Linked DNA regions of Mus musculus: region 1 is linked to region 2. The links are chromatin contacts, called in public Hi-C maps. All regions are on one chromosome and are shown on one strand. Each heading gives the region's core, a stretch centred on a gene start, on an enhancer-like site or on the middle of the called end of the contact. The rest is flanking DNA. Distances are from core to core; before and after follow the strand shown.

Evidence for each region. A called contact is a pair of places that touch in the nucleus more often than the background predicts.
Region 1: a contact with region 2 is called in a Hi-C map of B cells, with 2.5 times the contacts expected there. The contact joins two enhancer-like sites. A contact is called at or near these places in 19 of 484 Hi-C or Micro-C datasets (B cells, bone marrow-derived dendritic cells, cardiomyocytes and 12 more), 2 of 115 datasets of contacts at active chromatin or transcription factors (forebrain and large pre-B cells) and 1 of 9 other capture datasets (embryonic stem cells).

Annotation. Positions count from the first base shown.
Region 1 is chr3:9,270,557-9,273,256 of GRCm38.p6, forward strand. All of the region lies in intron 2 of Zbtb10 (zinc finger and BTB domain containing 10), which reads left to right. Among named protein-coding and RNA genes, the nearest start is that of Zbtb10, 21 kb to the left of the region's middle. Within about 2 kb of position 1,450, at least 2 of the 459 cell types and tissues checked have an H3K27ac peak or open chromatin away from gene starts, as enhancers often do. A contact at or near this core is called in B cells, where this site is marked.
Region 2 is chr3:8,958,175-8,960,874 of GRCm38.p6, forward strand. All of the region lies in intron 1 of Tpd52 (tumor protein D52), which reads right to left. Among named protein-coding and RNA genes, the nearest start is that of Tpd52, 4.6 kb to the right of the region's middle. Within about 2 kb of position 1,402, at least 25 of the 459 cell types and tissues checked have an H3K27ac peak or open chromatin away from gene starts, as enhancers often do. A contact at or near this core is called in B cells, where this site is marked.

The sequences.
Region 1 (2,700 bases), core at 200-2,699, 310 kb after region 2:
CTTTTTGGGAAGCCTAATAAAGCATATATCTGAAATAATTAGTAATTCTAGTTATAGAACTTTTATTTTTAAAGTTATATGCTAACCAGCATTTCTGTTCTCCTATATTTATGGTGATAGTTGTTCATTATTATTTATTAAGAAATTAACACATCTATTTATTTGTGTGTGTGTGTGTGTGTGTGTGTGTGTTTGTGCTTTGCAACTTATGGAGAATTAGTTCTCTCCTTGCCATATAGCTCACAGGGACTGAACTCAGGTCATGTCTTTACCCACTGAGATATAGCTCACTTGCCATTAAAATAATATTTTATGACTGTTAGACATTTTTGATATCTCACTATTTTGACCTTGTTGTTATAAGTTTGTTAAAAGCAGAGTCTAAAGCCATGGGGTTTACTTTGGTTGAGGTGTGAGTTTTACGTGTAGCCCTGTCACTGGAGAGTCCCCAGTGTGCCTCTAATGATCTCTCTAACAGGAAATCACAAAAATCTCTAAAAACCCAAGCTCTTAAAGAAAATTAATTTTGAGAATAAAAAGTTTATTTTGTGTATTTTCAATTTTTTTCTTGAATGTGAATATACCTATTTTGTCATGGAGAAGCATTTCTGTTGTTAAGGCAGAGTCTGGCTATGTACCTCAGCTTAGCCCCTTGCTGCAGTTTCCCCAGTGCTGCTTTTACACATCTAGTCTGCATGTTGCACTGACTATAACTATACTATAACTATAACTATACTATAACCCAGTAGGGTGTTGGATTAATATGCAGTCTCCATTTATGGGACTTGGATTCAATTCCAGATATTTAGGTAAATCTTGGTTTTGTTTTTGTTTTTTTGTTTGTTTGGTTGTTTGTTTTGGTTTTTCGAGATGGGTTTTTCTGTGTAGCCCTGTGTCAGAATTTTTAAAAATAAATAAAAATGAAGGATTAAATCTTTCAGGCATCTTTATTGTAGAGTATGCTGTGAAAAGTAAGCCAGTTTTGTTTTGTTTTTTAAAATCACTTTTATTAGAAGCATGGCTTACTGCTTACTTTAAAAATTGGGCCATGAAATCTTACTGAACATACTTTTTTTTTTTTAAGATTTATTTATATACTACTGAATATTTGGTTTCTGGCAGCAATATATTAGTTGGCCAGGTTGTTTTAAATTTCTCTCTCTTTGAATTTTTGTTTTGTATGTTATGTTTTGTATGAATTTTTGTTTTGTATGTATGGTCACTACGTGTATGGTTGGTGCCGTGGGAGCTAGAAGAGGAGGCCGGGATGGTGCTGGGGATTAATTAGATCCAGGCCCTGGAAGATAAGCTGGCGCTCTTAAACCCTGAGTGTGTGTGTAGACAATGTGCCTTTCTTGTTTTTTTGTTTTTAATAAGGTGGGGCTTGCTTGCTTGCTTGCTTGGTTCCTGCTTTGCTGACTATGCTTCGCTGGCTGGCCAGAAAGTGTCAGGGGTCTGCCTATAGAGAAAGCCCAGCATTGGCGCTTATAAGGGTGACACAAACAATTGGTAACTGAGCTAATCACTCTCTAACCACAGCAGTTTGAAAATTTTTATTCTTAAAGCTGTACTCTTTGAAAAAGGTTATAATATAACAAATGATATTTTCCCCTTTTCACATCATAAGAAATCTAGAAACAAAAATTGTAAATCTCAAGATAACAAACAATCACATTAAAAGAACTGAGGTATGCTCAGACTTAAGACTACTAATCTTTGTATGTCAAAGGCTAAGCTGTGATCTTTGTTTTATGACTTGGCAAAGGAGTATTTGATCTCTAATTAGATTTGAGTTATGGAGTGTACTGACTAGGTCTATTGGCATAAATATGTCTTTGAATGGTGAGGAAAAGAAACTATGATGTCTAGTATAAGCAAGACAGGGCAGTTGCAGTCTGTCACTTGAATCAGTGAGTTTGAGTGGAAAACAAGTTTCTAGGGTGCTACAGGAACTAGTATTTGCATTTGGGTTGTAAATGAAATTACTGAATGGGAAAGACTAAAGAGAAAAAGATACCTATGCCTGTTTATGAAGAGGGCCTGCTTTTAGTTCTGCAACTATCTGCAGACATTTTTATATGCTATGATAATTTATGAATGCTGTGTTTATATGAAAATGAAATTTGTGTAGATCATTTATCTCGAGTTTTATATGAGTTTCAGCTATTTTTGTTTTTTTCCTGCCATCAATTCACATGTCATTCACATGAGTATTGGGATCCTGAAGAAGCCAGGCTAGCCTGCGCTGCACTTAGAAATGGCGAATGCTGAGGACCCTAAGCAAAGCCAGCGGACTCCACCCCAGACAGTGTCACACACAGGCTCTAGAATGATTCCTAGCCCCCCTTTTCTGTGCTGTTACCTTGGTACTAAGATTACCCTCATTTGATGGTAGTACCTTGTTCCATGTGTTTTATAACTTGAAACACTATACTTTATAGTATTTCATTTATTTCATTTTACTTATGGTTTCACACTGCAGTTTTGTGTAAATATTTTAAAGACAGTTTTAATAAAATGCCCAGACTCGCCTTGGACTTGACCATCTTCCCACAGAGTTTCCTGATTGGCTGGGATCATGAACGTGTGCCGTGTTTCACAGCAGGGGCAGGGGAACATGGATCATTTGGGGGCAAGGAGATTACTTGTTGGAATTAATCATCTCCTTAGAGGCAGATTTGGGGTCCTCATAGGCTTAGG
Region 2 (2,700 bases), core at 152-2,651:
AAGCAGAAAGCAATACCTGGACCTCTGCAATCTGGTAACCATGGCAACGCTACAAACCCTGGAGATGAGGTCAGGAGCAGTCTTCAAGCCGACTCTTCCGTGGTCCTGAACATACATGTCTTCTATAAACTCACTAATGGACTTAGTATGGAAGGACAATCTAGTTTGGGGGAGAAAATATATTGCTTTTTCATGCAAATCACAAAAGGTAAGAAATGAGACTACTACAAACAAGCCAACAAACATTTGTTCTTTGATTTTAATATTCTTTCCTAAAATCCAATGGAAGCTATTTTAAATGACAATGTGACTATTCAGGTTTTTCCACACCAGCCACCTTGAGGGGAAATTGGCAAGAGAGTCTCTGCTTGATCAAATGTTAGTCAGGCCCCTGAACCTTCTCTCAGGCCACCTTCGTACTTCTTGGTAAAGCCCAGTCTGAGCAAACAAACATACTAAGGCAGTTAAGCAGAGCCCCCTCCTTACTATCTGAGCCCTCCAGACCTTCAGGTCCCCATGTGATAGTCCATCTTCCTGCCTAAAGCATGCTGCACTGGAATCATTTGTATTCATTATGAACATATTCCATAGAAGCAAACAAGCAAAATTAAATCAACATCTAATGAGAACAGTGATTTCTAGTAGAAAACTAAGGTCCTCCAAGGTTGCATAGTTTAAAACTTGAAAGTCTTTTTGATTCTACACACTTGTGTGCTCCATTCAGTTTGTCTTAGAGAAATACCAACATGCACGCAGGGTAGAGCGCCAGGCCTAATGCTTGGTCCATGGAAGCTTTCTGTGTCTCTGGCTGGGAGTCGGCATCAGCAGGATTGAATGCAGGTGACTAACACTGGGCATCACTACCCCACCCCTCCTGGGCTTACTGCTAAGTTTAGCTACTTCCTTACTTATCTACTCAGCAGCAGTATTGAAGCTTCCGTCTTCAGTACTAACCAGGGGGCCCCTGCTGTGCTTAGCATGGAGCCATGGCCAGGGTACAGGGCTCATCTACAGAGTCCCTCCAGCAGCAGGGTAGTCAATAGCACGGGCTGGGGAGAACACGAAAGCTACACACTGCCCAACAGCCAGCTGGAGGCGTGGATGGCAGCGGAACCACCTCAGGATGGAGGGTGGCGGTGGCTGACCACATGGCACCACTGCAGTTTTCTGTGCCTCGTCTTGAGGTACAGCTACAAGGCTAGGTCATCACTGAACAGCAGTAGCACACCACCTTCAGACAGTTTGAAATCTGGAAACTGGACTTCAGTAGCATAGACAATCCCAGGTAATTTTACAGAGGCCCCATTTAAACAAGGTTCAACAGAGACACTGTGTGGGAGAATACACAGTGTTCCTAAATGGGAGTGTGGCACTGTGGGACCAGAAGCAGTGGCTGTGGAGAGCTGTCAAAGGCTGCCGTGCCCCCGTGATCAGCTCACTGAAAAGAAGAAAACCTTGGGGCAAAATGAACTCGGAACCTGTTCGAGGTGGCCAGGAACAACGGAAGCTAAGGAAATGACCCATTTCATTTGGCAGAAGATCCAGGATAGAGCAGAACTGAGTGACATTGGGGTCACTGAGGAAGAAAGGAGACAAAGCAGGAAGGGACATGGTAACAAGAGAAGATGAGGGGTGTGGATTCGTAGCATCCGTCAGTACCTCACTCAGGGAGAAGACAGACAGACAGACAGACAGACAGACACAGACACAGACACAGACACACACACACACACACACACACACACACTGGCAAAACACATTCACTGTTCCAAACAGCTCACTGCCCTCTTCCTAGAAACCTGCCTCATTAAATCTTTAATCTTCCAAGGGGGGTGAGCCATCTTTAAGTCTCCAGTTACTTCAGAGCATCTCCTCTTCCTCCCTCCAAACACCACAGACAAAACTGATACCTGAGACCATCTATTGAAGACACACAGGCTGTCAGGCCAGGGAGACACTTACGGTGTCTGGAGAGACGTCTCCTCTACCATTAAATTCCCTCTCCACGGATAGAGCTCTCTACAAGCCTACTCTAGTTTTCATTTGTAAATGACAGATAAGTTGTTCTTTAAGATCTTGCAATCTGGGCTGGTGAGATGGCTCAGTGGGTAAGAGCACCCGACTGTTCTTCCGAAGGTCCAGAGTTCAAATCCCAGCAACCACATGGTGGCTCACAACCATCCGTAACAAGATCTGACTCCCTCTTCTGGTGTGTCTGAAGACAGCTACAGTGTATTTACATATAATAAATAAATAAATTTAAAAAAAAAAAAAAAAAAAGATCTTGCAATCTGACTCGTGAGATAGCTCAGTGGGTAAGAGCACTGACTGCTCTTCTGAAGGTCATGAGTTCAAATCCCAGCAACCACAAGGTGGCTCACAACCACACGTAATGAGATCTGACGCCCTCTTCTGATGTGTCTGAAGACAACTACAGTGTACTTGTATAATAATAAATAGATAAATGGGCTGGAGCAAGCAGGGACTGAGCTAGTGGAGTTGACCAGAGCAAGCAGTGCTGACAAAATTCAATTCCCAACAACCACATGAAGGCTCACAATCATCTGTACAGCTACAGTGTACTCACATACATAAAATAAATAAATAAATATTAAAAAATAAAATAAAATATTAAAAAAAAGATCTCACAATCATAAAAAACCCTGTAAGAGTCAGCAAGCACTGAATTCCCTGAAAGGG